Linked DNA regions of Salmo salar: region 1 is linked to region 2. A link is a contact called in public Hi-C data. All regions are on one chromosome and are shown on one strand. The core of a region is the stretch at or near the end of the contact, and the rest is flanking DNA. Distances in the headings are between cores, read along the strand shown. Region 1 overlaps LOC106601832 (serine/threonine-protein kinase LMTK2). Region 2 holds the start of LOC106601823 (parvalbumin beta 1-like).

What was found. A called contact is a pair of places that touch in the nucleus more often than the background predicts.
Region 1: a Hi-C map of muscle shows a contact between it and region 2, with 2.8 times the contacts expected there. The contact joins the enhancer-like site here to the promoter of LOC106601823 in region 2. A contact is called at or near these places in 2 of 3 Hi-C or Micro-C datasets (gill and muscle).

What each region holds. Positions count from the first base shown.
Region 1 is chrssa03:79,538,925-79,544,482 of Ssal_v3.1, reverse strand. LOC106601832 (serine/threonine-protein kinase LMTK2) reads right to left here. Exons shown (of 14, transcript XM_045715546.1): 5 at 4,254-4,372; 6 at 3,745-3,832. Among protein-coding and RNA genes, the nearest start is that of LOC106601789, 45 kb to the right of the region's middle. Within about 2 kb of position 2,837, at least 1 of the 13 cell types and tissues checked has an H3K27ac peak or open chromatin away from gene starts, as enhancers often do. A contact at or near this core is called in muscle, where this site is marked.
Region 2 is chrssa03:79,474,072-79,479,516 of Ssal_v3.1, reverse strand. It overlaps LOC106601823 (parvalbumin beta 1-like), which reads left to right and starts at 1,673. Exons shown (of 5, transcript XM_014194221.2): 1 at 1,673-1,956; 2 at 2,772-2,838; 3 at 3,018-3,150; 4 at 3,330-3,439; 5 at 4,154-4,448. The coding sequence starts at 2,778. The coding sequence ends at 4,179.

The DNA.
Region 1 (5,558 bases), core at 1,588-4,087, 64 kb before region 2:
AGAGTTTTAGCAGCGGCATGGTTAAGAACATTAGCACGCCACAAGTCACTGTGAGTGCATAGGGGAGTGTGGGGCAGAATGTAACAGGTCAATTGTAGAGTAACTTGGGGTAAAACACCACCCTACCGGAATATTTTCTTTTTGTAGTGACTTAAATTCTGATGAGACCGATTACATTTTTTGCTGAGCAAGAGTAGTGGCCACCAGGGATAGCGTTGGGGGGTAAATGGTGACATGACATGGCTTCTGTAAGAAGTGCAGGCAGGGGGTGTTTTATCCCATGTGGCGTATGACCTCAAGTTACCCTAACTGGTAGGCAGGCCTACATAATATTCAGTGTTTATGCACGTTTTTGGAACATCAAATTCATCAATATGATACTAACTAATTAAAAGATCACATTTGGGATCTAACTAATGATTAGATCAATAGGATAAATGCAGATAAGCAACCCCAAGATTCAGACTATTTATAGCCACTATGCTGTTTTCAGTTGGCCTACAGGTGACGATGCTTATTGCTAATAGCGTTCCTAAAAATATGGACCATGCATAGGCTATATTCACAATGGTCCAATATGTTAAAAAAAAATAATTAAACAAATAATTTTAACAGTATGTTATTAGGCTCATTATATTTTAGACAGCATGAGCATTATTTAATTTTTCATTCATTTGCAGTAGAAAGTCCCCAGAACTGAGCTCCTCTATCTTTCAATATAAAAATTCTCTGGGGGGACCCCCTCCGCAACTTTTCCCCCCAGAGCTCCCTTTTCATGTCATCCAACAAATGTAAACGCCTGGAGTTTGCTAAATGGCATTGGTACTTGGATTGTTTGGTGCTTTGGTCAGATGACATGAAAATAGAGCTCTTTGGCCACGCACACCAGTGGTGGGTTTGGCGTTGAAATGAGAATGTATGAGCAGAAAAGAACCCCATACCTACTGTAAAATATGGTGGTGGATCTTTGATGTAATGGGGTTATTTTGCTTCCACTGGGGCCCTTGTTAAGGTCAACGGCATAATGAACACTACCCAGTACCAGAATATTTTTGCCCAAAATCTGGTTGCCTCTGTCAGGAGGCTGAAACTTGGCTGCAAGTGGATCTCTCAGCAACACAATAACCCCAAGCACACATTAAAATACACAAAGAAATTGTTAACTGGCAACAAAATCAACATTTTGCAATGGCCATCTCAGTCTCCAGACTTGAAACTACTATAAAACTTATGGTTCGATAAAGGATATCAAGGATCTGGAAAGATTCTGTAGGGAGGAATGGTCTAAGATCCCTGCCAATGTCTTCTCCAACTCATAAAACATTTTAGAAAAATGCTCAGTGCCATTATGCTAGCAAGGTGAGGTATTGAAATGTGTGTAAATCATTTTGACCACAATCTTTGATATTTGAGTTTAATATTTTTTTTTACTTTACTTTTTCCATACAAATATCATGACACCTAAATAATTTAATAAAAAAGGTGCCAAACACCCCACCCATACCTTCCGGATGGTGAGTGACAAAATAAGAAGTCCTCAAAGCTCCTCCATAGACCAGATGCAACAACTGTTGCAGAGACATCAGAGCTGACCTACCTCATCAAGTTAACACCTCCGGCCAAGATGACCCGCTCAGTTACAACGTCCACTCACACCCTCCTCTCCAGCCTGAAGTTGTTTAACGACCACAATAACATTAAGTCATTAGCCCAACCCCATCTCCGTCCTCTGGATGTCGATTAAGAAAGCCCCTTCCTACAACCAGTTAGAGGCCTCTGCTATAGTAGCGGCCAGTCAGTCACAAGGCACAGTACCAGGCAGAGAGAGAGCGCTCTGTCAGAGATATGGGGGGAATCCCTCCTCCCTTTAGAGGCTAGATCTGGGTTAGGGTCTAATTTATAGAGGCTAGATCTGGGTTAGAGTCTAATTTATAGAGGCTAGATCTGGGTTAGGGTCTAATTTATAGAGGCTAGATCTGGGTTAGGTTCTAATTTATAGAGGCTAGATCTGGGTTAGAGTCTAATTTATAGAGGCTAGATCTGGGTTAGGGTCTAATTTATAGAGGCTAGATCTGGGTTAGGGTCTAATTTATAGAGGCTAGATCTGGGTTAGGGTCTAATTTATAGAGGCTAGATCTGGGTTAGAGTCTAATTTATAGAGGCTAGATCTGGGTTAGGGTCTAATTTATAGAGGCTAGATCTGGGTTAGGGTCTAATTTATAGAGGCTAGATCTGGGTTAGGGTCTAATTTATAGAGGCTAGATCTGGGTTAGGGTCTAATTTATAGAGGCTAGATCTGGGTTAGAGTCTAATTTATAGAGGCTAGATCTGGGTTAGGGTCTAATTTATAGAGGCTAGATCTGGGTTAGGGTCTAATTTATAGAGGCTAGATCTGGGTTAGGGTCTAATTTATAGAGGCTAGATCTGGGTTAGGGTCTAATTTATAGAGGCTAGATCTGGGTTAGGGTCTAATTTATAGAGGCTAGATCTGAGTTAGTGTCACTTGAGGGCTCCCACGTGTGCACACACACACACACACACAAAGGCTGACACACACACAGTAAAACCATCTATGCAAACAAACACGAAGCCCAACAGTAAACACATTCAAGACAAACACACACACACTATATCAAACACACACACACACACACACACACACACACACACACACACACACACTATATCAAACACACACACACACACACACACACTATATCAAACACACACACACACACTATATCAAACACACACACACACACACTATATCAAACACACACACACACACACACACACTATATCAAACACACACACAGGCACCCTCCCACGCCTCACTTACACACGCGTAACACACACTAAACCGAGGGCTGATGCCATTGCGGGTAACAGCATTTCAGATGCACTGAAAAATGAGCTCTGGCCGAACTGAATCAGAACATACCATCCACATGCCTGACTTACAGCCAGCCTGTCACCCCGAAACACAGAAATAAATACCTCAAACTCCCAGCTAATCCTTAAAGACAGGCAGGAACTAATCAACAGGGTAATGTTATATTCTACCAAGACTGAACTTTGACGCGCGCACACAGCACGAGTTCACAAAAAGCACTATTAGGACCAACATATTGCCGTGTGGAGAGAAAACACACAAACACAGCAGGATGTGGGGTAAATGGAGCCTGTTTGCTGGTTGAGGGAGGGAATGTGAGCTGAGACGGGTCCCTGATGAAACCTGCTGCTATGCAGCTCTCTGGTCCTGGGCAGGCACAGGGGCAAGAAGGGCCCAGAATAGATCAAGAAAAACACTAGATAAATCAGGCCATGATGGACAGCATTGACGGAGTGCGGCTCCCCAATAACCCAAGACGGATAGGCAAGCTAATTTAAGATGCACGGCTAAACGAGGGGGGGCTTGTAAGGCCAGGTGATTGGGAGACTAAATGATGTCTACTTATTGGATGGCGTTGGAACTGGAGTCTAAGCTGCCCACAAGCAGAGCTTACCACAGTCAGACCGACAGGATGGTCTAATTACTCCCTTCCACTCTGATCATGAGTTCGGAAAAATGCCCGGCATGTTGACATATCATTTGGTGGCAGCTGTGGGATCCATCCAAAACATGTTCTGATGTTTTGACTTTTAAAAGGGTTCACTGATAAACTATAATAGGTACTGTATATTGACTCATACGATCATAAATGATAGTAAACTCTGGGTTGCACAGTAAATGAGGACACTCACCAGCTCGCAGTACTCAAAGACCAGCAGGAAGGGGATAGCCTCCACACACTGGCCCAGACACTGTAGAATGTTAGGGTGCACCAGAACTCTATGAAGAGAAACACCGGTTAAGACAATCTACTGTAGTCTAGATCACTGATGTGAATACTGGAGGACTACAGCCCTCTTCCAGTCCCATTCTGTTACTAAAGACTAGTGAAATAAGAACACTCTGCAGTGTCCAAGTTAGAAGGCAGAGGGTGCTGCTCCACTAGGAGAAGTGAGGTGTAGCTGTCATTATAATACCTTAGTTACTTTATTCAAGTACTGAAAGATCTGTTATTTAGATTCTTGCCATAACGCATTTTCTAAATTAATCTGGTGTGTTCCATTTAGCCTATTGTTGGAACTGGGTCTTTGGAAAAATTGTCCTGAAAACCTGAAAATGACCCTGATATTGCCATGACAATATAATAAATGGCCAAAATGCCCCTTTTCAGCCTCTCCCAGCAGACATGCCAGTAGCTCACCTGTAAGGGTCTCCGTGCTGCAGGAAGTCATTCTGCTCCATGGCACTTGCGTTAGCCTTCAGCTCCTTGACCACCACCTTGGCCCCACCCGGGTCTGTGTAGATCTCACTGAGGAGGACCTGGACACACACACACACACAGGTTAGAGTGCGGGGAAGGAAACGCACAGAAAGCATGGGTGATGTCTGTTATGGGTCGAGCCAAAACACTGGTAGTTTGTAGAAAGGCAGGAAGCCAGCTCTTTCTGAAAACAAGGGCAGGATGGTGGGGATGTAGCTAGAGGATGGGGATGTAGCTAGAGGATGGGGATGTAGCTAGAGGATGAGGGGGGGTGTAGCTAGAGGATGAGGGGGGGGATGTAGCTAGAGGATGAGGGGGGATGTAGCTAGAGGATGAGGGGGGGGATGTAGCTAGAGGATGAGGGGGGGATGTAGCTAGAGGATGAGGGGGGGATGTAGCTAGAGGATGGGGGGTGTAGCTAGAGGATGAGGGGGGATGTAGCTAGAGGATGAGGGGGGGGATGTAGCTAGAGGATGGGGGGTGTAGCTAGAGGATGGGGGGTGTAGCTAGAGGATGAGGGGGGGATGTAGCTAGAGGAGGGGGGTGTAGCTACGGGATTGGGGGGTAGCTACGGGATTGGGGGGGTAGCTACGGGATTGGGGGGAGCTACGGGATTGGGGGGGAGCTACGGGATTGGGGGGAGCTACGGGATTGGGGGGGAGCTACGGGATTGGGGGGGAGCTACGGGATTGGGGGGAGCTACGGGATTGGGGGGAGCTACGGGATTGGGGGGTAGCTACGGGATTGGGGGGGTAGCTACGGGATTGGGGGGTAGCTACGGGATTGGGGGGGTAGCTACGGGATTGGGGGGGTAGCTACGGGATTGGGGGGGTAGCTACGGGATGGGGGGTAGCTACGGGATTGGGGGGTAGCTACGGGATTGGGGGGTAGCTACGGGATTGGGGGGGTAGCTACGGGATTGGGGGGTAGCTACGGGATTGGGGGGTAGCTACGGGATTGGGGGGTAGCTACGGGATTGGGGGGTAGCTACGGGATTGGGGGGGGTAGCTACGGGATTGGGGGGGGTAGCTACGGGATTGGGGGGGTAGCTACGGGATTGGGGGGGGTAGCTACGGGATGGGTCAAGGCCAGGGGAGCCATGGAGAGACAGCAGAGGAATCACAACATAGAACACTGCCAGGTGGTGAAGGACCAGAGGCTGAGGGGCTACTCTGCTCATATTTACCATGTTATATCATTAAGGATGAGCTTCAACTGTGACTAAGTGAGCAGTTGTCTGCTTTT
Region 2 (5,445 bases), core at 424-2,923:
CTGTGTGTTTATCTATGAGGTCATTGCTAGTGTGAGGGGTTATGAGGGGAGAAAGAGAGAGCGAAAGAGAGAGAGAGAGAGAGACACGTGCACCTGTTTTAATAATGCCCAGATCGGAGAGGGGAGTCCTGTAGGATTTGGACCAGGTCCTGGCATGCTTCTAGTGTGGGGGAAGTCCTTGGGCATCACTGGTATACTTCCTAAGGGATTTGCAGAGGATATATTTCACATTACTCTAATAGAGCCTTGCAGGTCTGCCAGCCTGCTGCCCCCTCATGGATTCTCCCTCTCTGGATGGCACTTCCACTTTGGTGAACAGGACAAAGTGCTGGAGAAAACTGACACTGCAACAGAATGGCCAAGAATAGCCTTGTGTCATTATGTTGAATCAGGGGGACATTTTAAATACATGTTAAATACAGTGTAACCAGTGTGTGGGGTTCCCTTATAAATACTTAAGGAGATGGTGGTATTTTCAGTCATGTCAGACTGTGTTTATCTGCATAATTTGTGAAAATTTGTGGCACATCTTGCAATTTATTTGTATGTTGTTTATTTTACATATACTTAAAAGTTACTTACAGTAAATAATTTACAGTAGCTAACTTACAATTGTCCTATTATAGCTTATCTGAGATAATGAATTCCATATCCTCTCATTTAACAGTCAAAACATGTACACAGACTGTGTTGAGCCAATCAGTGTATCACTGACCCCATTGGTGCAACATAGTAACTACCCAACTAAGAAATGTATCCGTAATTCAACACTCAACACTTTTGCGACATAAGCGTGCCGCAATCAATTCATTTTCCAGACAGAAAAATAGGTGTCGTGAAGGTTTATCCCCGCCCCCACCTCCAGTCAGAGATAGGACAGTGATGCCACCTGCAGAAAAAATATAATGTTCGCTATAAACTGTAACATACATTTGCTGTAAAATTGCGTAATGAACAGTTAAACATTATGGTGGAATGGTGCATTGTTTTCTATCCAATAGCCAATCCATGTGAAAGTAATAAACAGTATCTCGACGTTTGTTTTGGGTCATATTTTCCTTTATTTTCCAAGTACTCTGAGCGATATAAAGGGTAACAAAAAGATACAAATGCAAAGGACTTGAGCGTGCAGTATAGGCTAGACATGAAGTATAGTACAATGTACTGTAGGCTACGCCACATGATCGCATTACCTTTGTAGGTTTACAGAAGCGGCAGGTACTTTTTGGCTATGCAGATTTAGTCCGGGATACACCAATGAATGTGCAAGATTATTGGGATCATGGGTAAATTTGCTTTCACGAGACATTGCATGATAAAATCTTAGGCAATCTTAATAATATTGCAAGTAAATTGCTCTCATGTAAAATATTAAAAGTTTAGTGTAGCCTCATATCTTATAATATGAAAATATTAAATCATAAAAGCATAATATTTTCTCTAAAACAACACGGTTTACGCACATCCAATACTTCACCTTAATGCAATGAATGACTGGAAACTCTTTCAAAGACATTCAGAGTATCACAAAATCGTTTTAAACAGACCTCTCAAGTCCAGCATATTACATGAAGACTACAACCCTCCTTAGAAACCTCACCAATGACCGCGTTGGTAGCATATCCATAGGCTACACGAACCTCTCAATATAAACGGTCGGAATCTTTTTAGCAACCGTCGATTCCATCCCTATCACTCAGCAGAACATATTCTTAGCAATGGGGGATATTATGGACTTTTTTCAAACGCACCTTTTAAGCATCTTCATTTATGAAACTTAAAATAGATCGGATCTCTTGCCAGTGGACAATCCCCCCACCCCCTCCGGTGTCGGTTACATTATGCCTCCAATTTCGGTTGAGTGAAAGTATATAAGGTCAGAAGTATCGATGGGAACATCACTCGCTGCAGTCGCCTGAAGTCTTCTCTATCAACCGTTCATCAAAGACGTCAGAGGTGAGTTTCAGAGCGGTGCGAAGGAAGTACAGGAACCCAGGATCCAGAAAATTGCAGCAGCATCCAGGCTTTTTCTGTACATTTTATCATATGCGCACTTTACAATTTACGTGGGACTGCAAGCCGTTGTGTCATCCAAAACACCCAAAGGCTGAGATTTTGTTTCTGTATTTTTGGGCTTTATTTGGACGCACCCCGGAGCGGGACGGATTTGGACAATTGCAAATCAGTTTCTCAGATGGAACGTTTGGAATGCAACATCAACATCTTTATCAAATACCCACATGTGCAGTGGGCTGCCTTAACTATCAGGGCTTTCCTTTTGGGAACCACTAAAAATGTTTCAATTGGATTTGATATGAATTCCCAAATTACACCCAGTGGTTGAGACTGACACATTTGAGGGCAGCTTGACACATTTGATTTGATCTCATTGCGTTATAATCACACGGATGGTGAAAGGGGCTCTGCTATTACTTAAAGACCACCAGCCAAATGCTGGTAAACAGTGGCGGGTCGGTTTGAAATATTTGTTTGACATCCTGCGTGATGAAGTGGATTATCTATTTTAAATGAAATAAGATGGGTTGAGTTGTGCTGAAATTTTGTTTGGTAGAAAGTCTGAGTGTTTGGTGATTTGTTCATATTTTTTATCATTATTTTTGTGCACTGGTATTGCACAATATAATAATAGTTACCTGGTAATAACCTCTCAAAACATGTTGTAGATTAAATGCAATGCTCAATACCGAACGTTGACATGCTAAATCAAAGTTGTATTAAAGTAACAATTTCTCCCTTTTTTCAACATTCAGCTCAAAATGGCCTGTGCCCATCTGTGCAAGGAGGCTGACATCAAAACCGCATTGGAAGCGTGCAAAGGTATGCCCTAGTTTGTTTACTTCCCCCTCCACCTAAAAAGCCATTTCAACCCAATTATGTTGTATGATAAATGTGAAATTAGCAATATGAACACACGATTACCTCTCTAGGCTGTAGTTGCATTGTGTGTTACTTGCAGGTTACACAGTAGACATATATCCTTCATATTTGCGTTACAGCCGCCGACACCTTCAACTTCAAGACCTTCTTCCACACGATTGGCTTTGCCTCGAAGTCCGCCGACGACGTCAAGAAGGCTTTCAAGGTCATTGACCAGGATGCAAGTGGCTTTATTGAGGTGGAGGAGCTGAAGTAAGAGCCATGCACCATTACAGTACAATTAACAGACAATTTATGAAATCAATGCAGGAGACTGTCCACTTTATTCAATTGTATCGGTGCGCATGCATTCTAAAAGTCAGTGTGCATCGGTGCATTGGCCTGCATACATTCAAATGAAACTAAACTAATATGTGTGTCTCTTTCTCCAGGCTGTTCCTTCAGAACTTTTGCCCCAAGGCCAGGGAACTTACCGATGCAGAGACAAAGGCTTTCCTCAAGGCTGGTGATGCCGATGGTGATGGCATGATTGGAATTGATGGTACGAAACGTAGCATACATGGTTAATCAATGCGTTAACCAATGTCACTTGCATACAGTGGTGTAAAGTACTTAAAAGTAAAACTACTTTAAAGTACTACTTAAGTAGTTTTTTGGGGTTATCTGTACTTTACTATTTATATTTTAGACTACTTTCACTTTTACTTCACTACATTCCTAAAGACAATAATGTACTTTTTACTCCATATATTTTCCTTAACACCCAAAAGTACTCGTTACATGATGCACTTATCAAGAGAACACATGGTCATCCCTACTGCCTCTGATCTGGCAGACTCACTAAACACAAATTCATCTTTTGTGAAATTGATGTCTGAGTGTTGGAGTGTACCCCTGGCTATCTGTACATTTTAAATACAAGAAAATAGTACCATCTGCTTTGCTTAATATAAGGAATTTTAAATGATTTATACTTTTACTTTTGATACTTAGGTATATTTAGAACCAAATACTTTTAGACTTTCACTCAAGTAGTATTTTACTGGGTGACTTTCACTTTTACTTGAGTAACTTTCTATTAAGGTATCTGTACTTTTAGTCAAGTATGACAATTGGGTACTTTTTCCACCACTGCTTGAATATTAATAACGATGTTTATGATCTGGTGTCAATCTATATTAAGGCCTAAGATAAGAAAGTAAATTAATGTTATAAGACACTGGAAAGGGTTAATGTTTGTATTTTTCTTTTGCAGAGTTCGCTGTATTGGTTAAGCAATAAAGAGCAACTGACCAAGAACTCACCTGAAGGAACAATATTGCCCAAGACCTCCCCATTTCATCTGAATATAAATACTTTTTATACATTTACTTGCAAGAAGTTTCCTCCTGTGCAGCACACTGTCCAAAATGATGATTGTGAATGTAGCGCGGATGTGTTCATGTCTGATATGAATTTTGCTTACTGTAAAATCTATGATGCACTTTTCAGGAAAGGACGATAGATAAAAAATAATCAATATTCTTTTGGAATAAAAGGTCTTTGTATTATTTCCTATTTAATTAATCAAATGTGTTTATCTGAGTTCAGATGCCATTAGTTTAACTTCACACCCATAAAAGGAACCGGTTTATAGAACTGTAATTGAGAAAACGCCTGCCATTTTATTCGCTATAAATTATACATAATAATTCATGACACATAGTCTATTTGTCATGTTTTGCTGATAAAAAAAACAGGATGATCATTGTGCAAGTACAAGTTTACGCACAAAGGCGCACAGGCACACACAAACCGAGGTGTGAGAGAGAGAGAGAAAGAGAGAGCGAGAGAAAGACAGAGAGACAGAGAGAGCGAGAGACAACAATAAAAGTCAAAAGAATAAATAACAGCATGGCCAAGCACCAATTTAGTTTTTCCGCCCTCATATGAAAATAGGTAACATAAATGTTCTACTTAATCAATAGATGCATCCATAATTGACATCCTATCCTAGACTAGAGACAAGGATTGGGGGTTCAAGTGATTCCAATTATGTTTGATACAGTACCGTAGAGCAGTGGTTCCCAACCAGGGGTACTAGGGTACTAGGGCCCCTGGGGGTACTTGGCCTATCTACAGGGGGTACTTGAGAAGACTCATGAGACCATAGGCCTACTGGAAAAATGCACATGAGGGGGTACTCCAGGGGTACTACGGGCAGAGCTAAATTCAGTTGGTGGTACATTAACCGAAAAAGGTTAGGAACCATTGCCTTAGAGTCTGCATACATACAGTATATATGGACAAAACACATACTTCAATATGTTTTATAATGTTTTTAGTCAATCAAATGTATGTATAAAGCCCTCATCAAATGCGTCTCTATGGCTTGATGTGCGGTATTACAGTTGACCTACTGACATTAGCAGCCCCACATGGGAGTATAGTCCATGCGTCGGCGTTATGAGTCCACTAGATGGTGGCAAACCCAAAGACAGTGAGTAATCTTCCCAAGGCAGCGTTTCCCCTAAATAGAGCCAGAGGTGCGTACTGAGGTGTATTCAG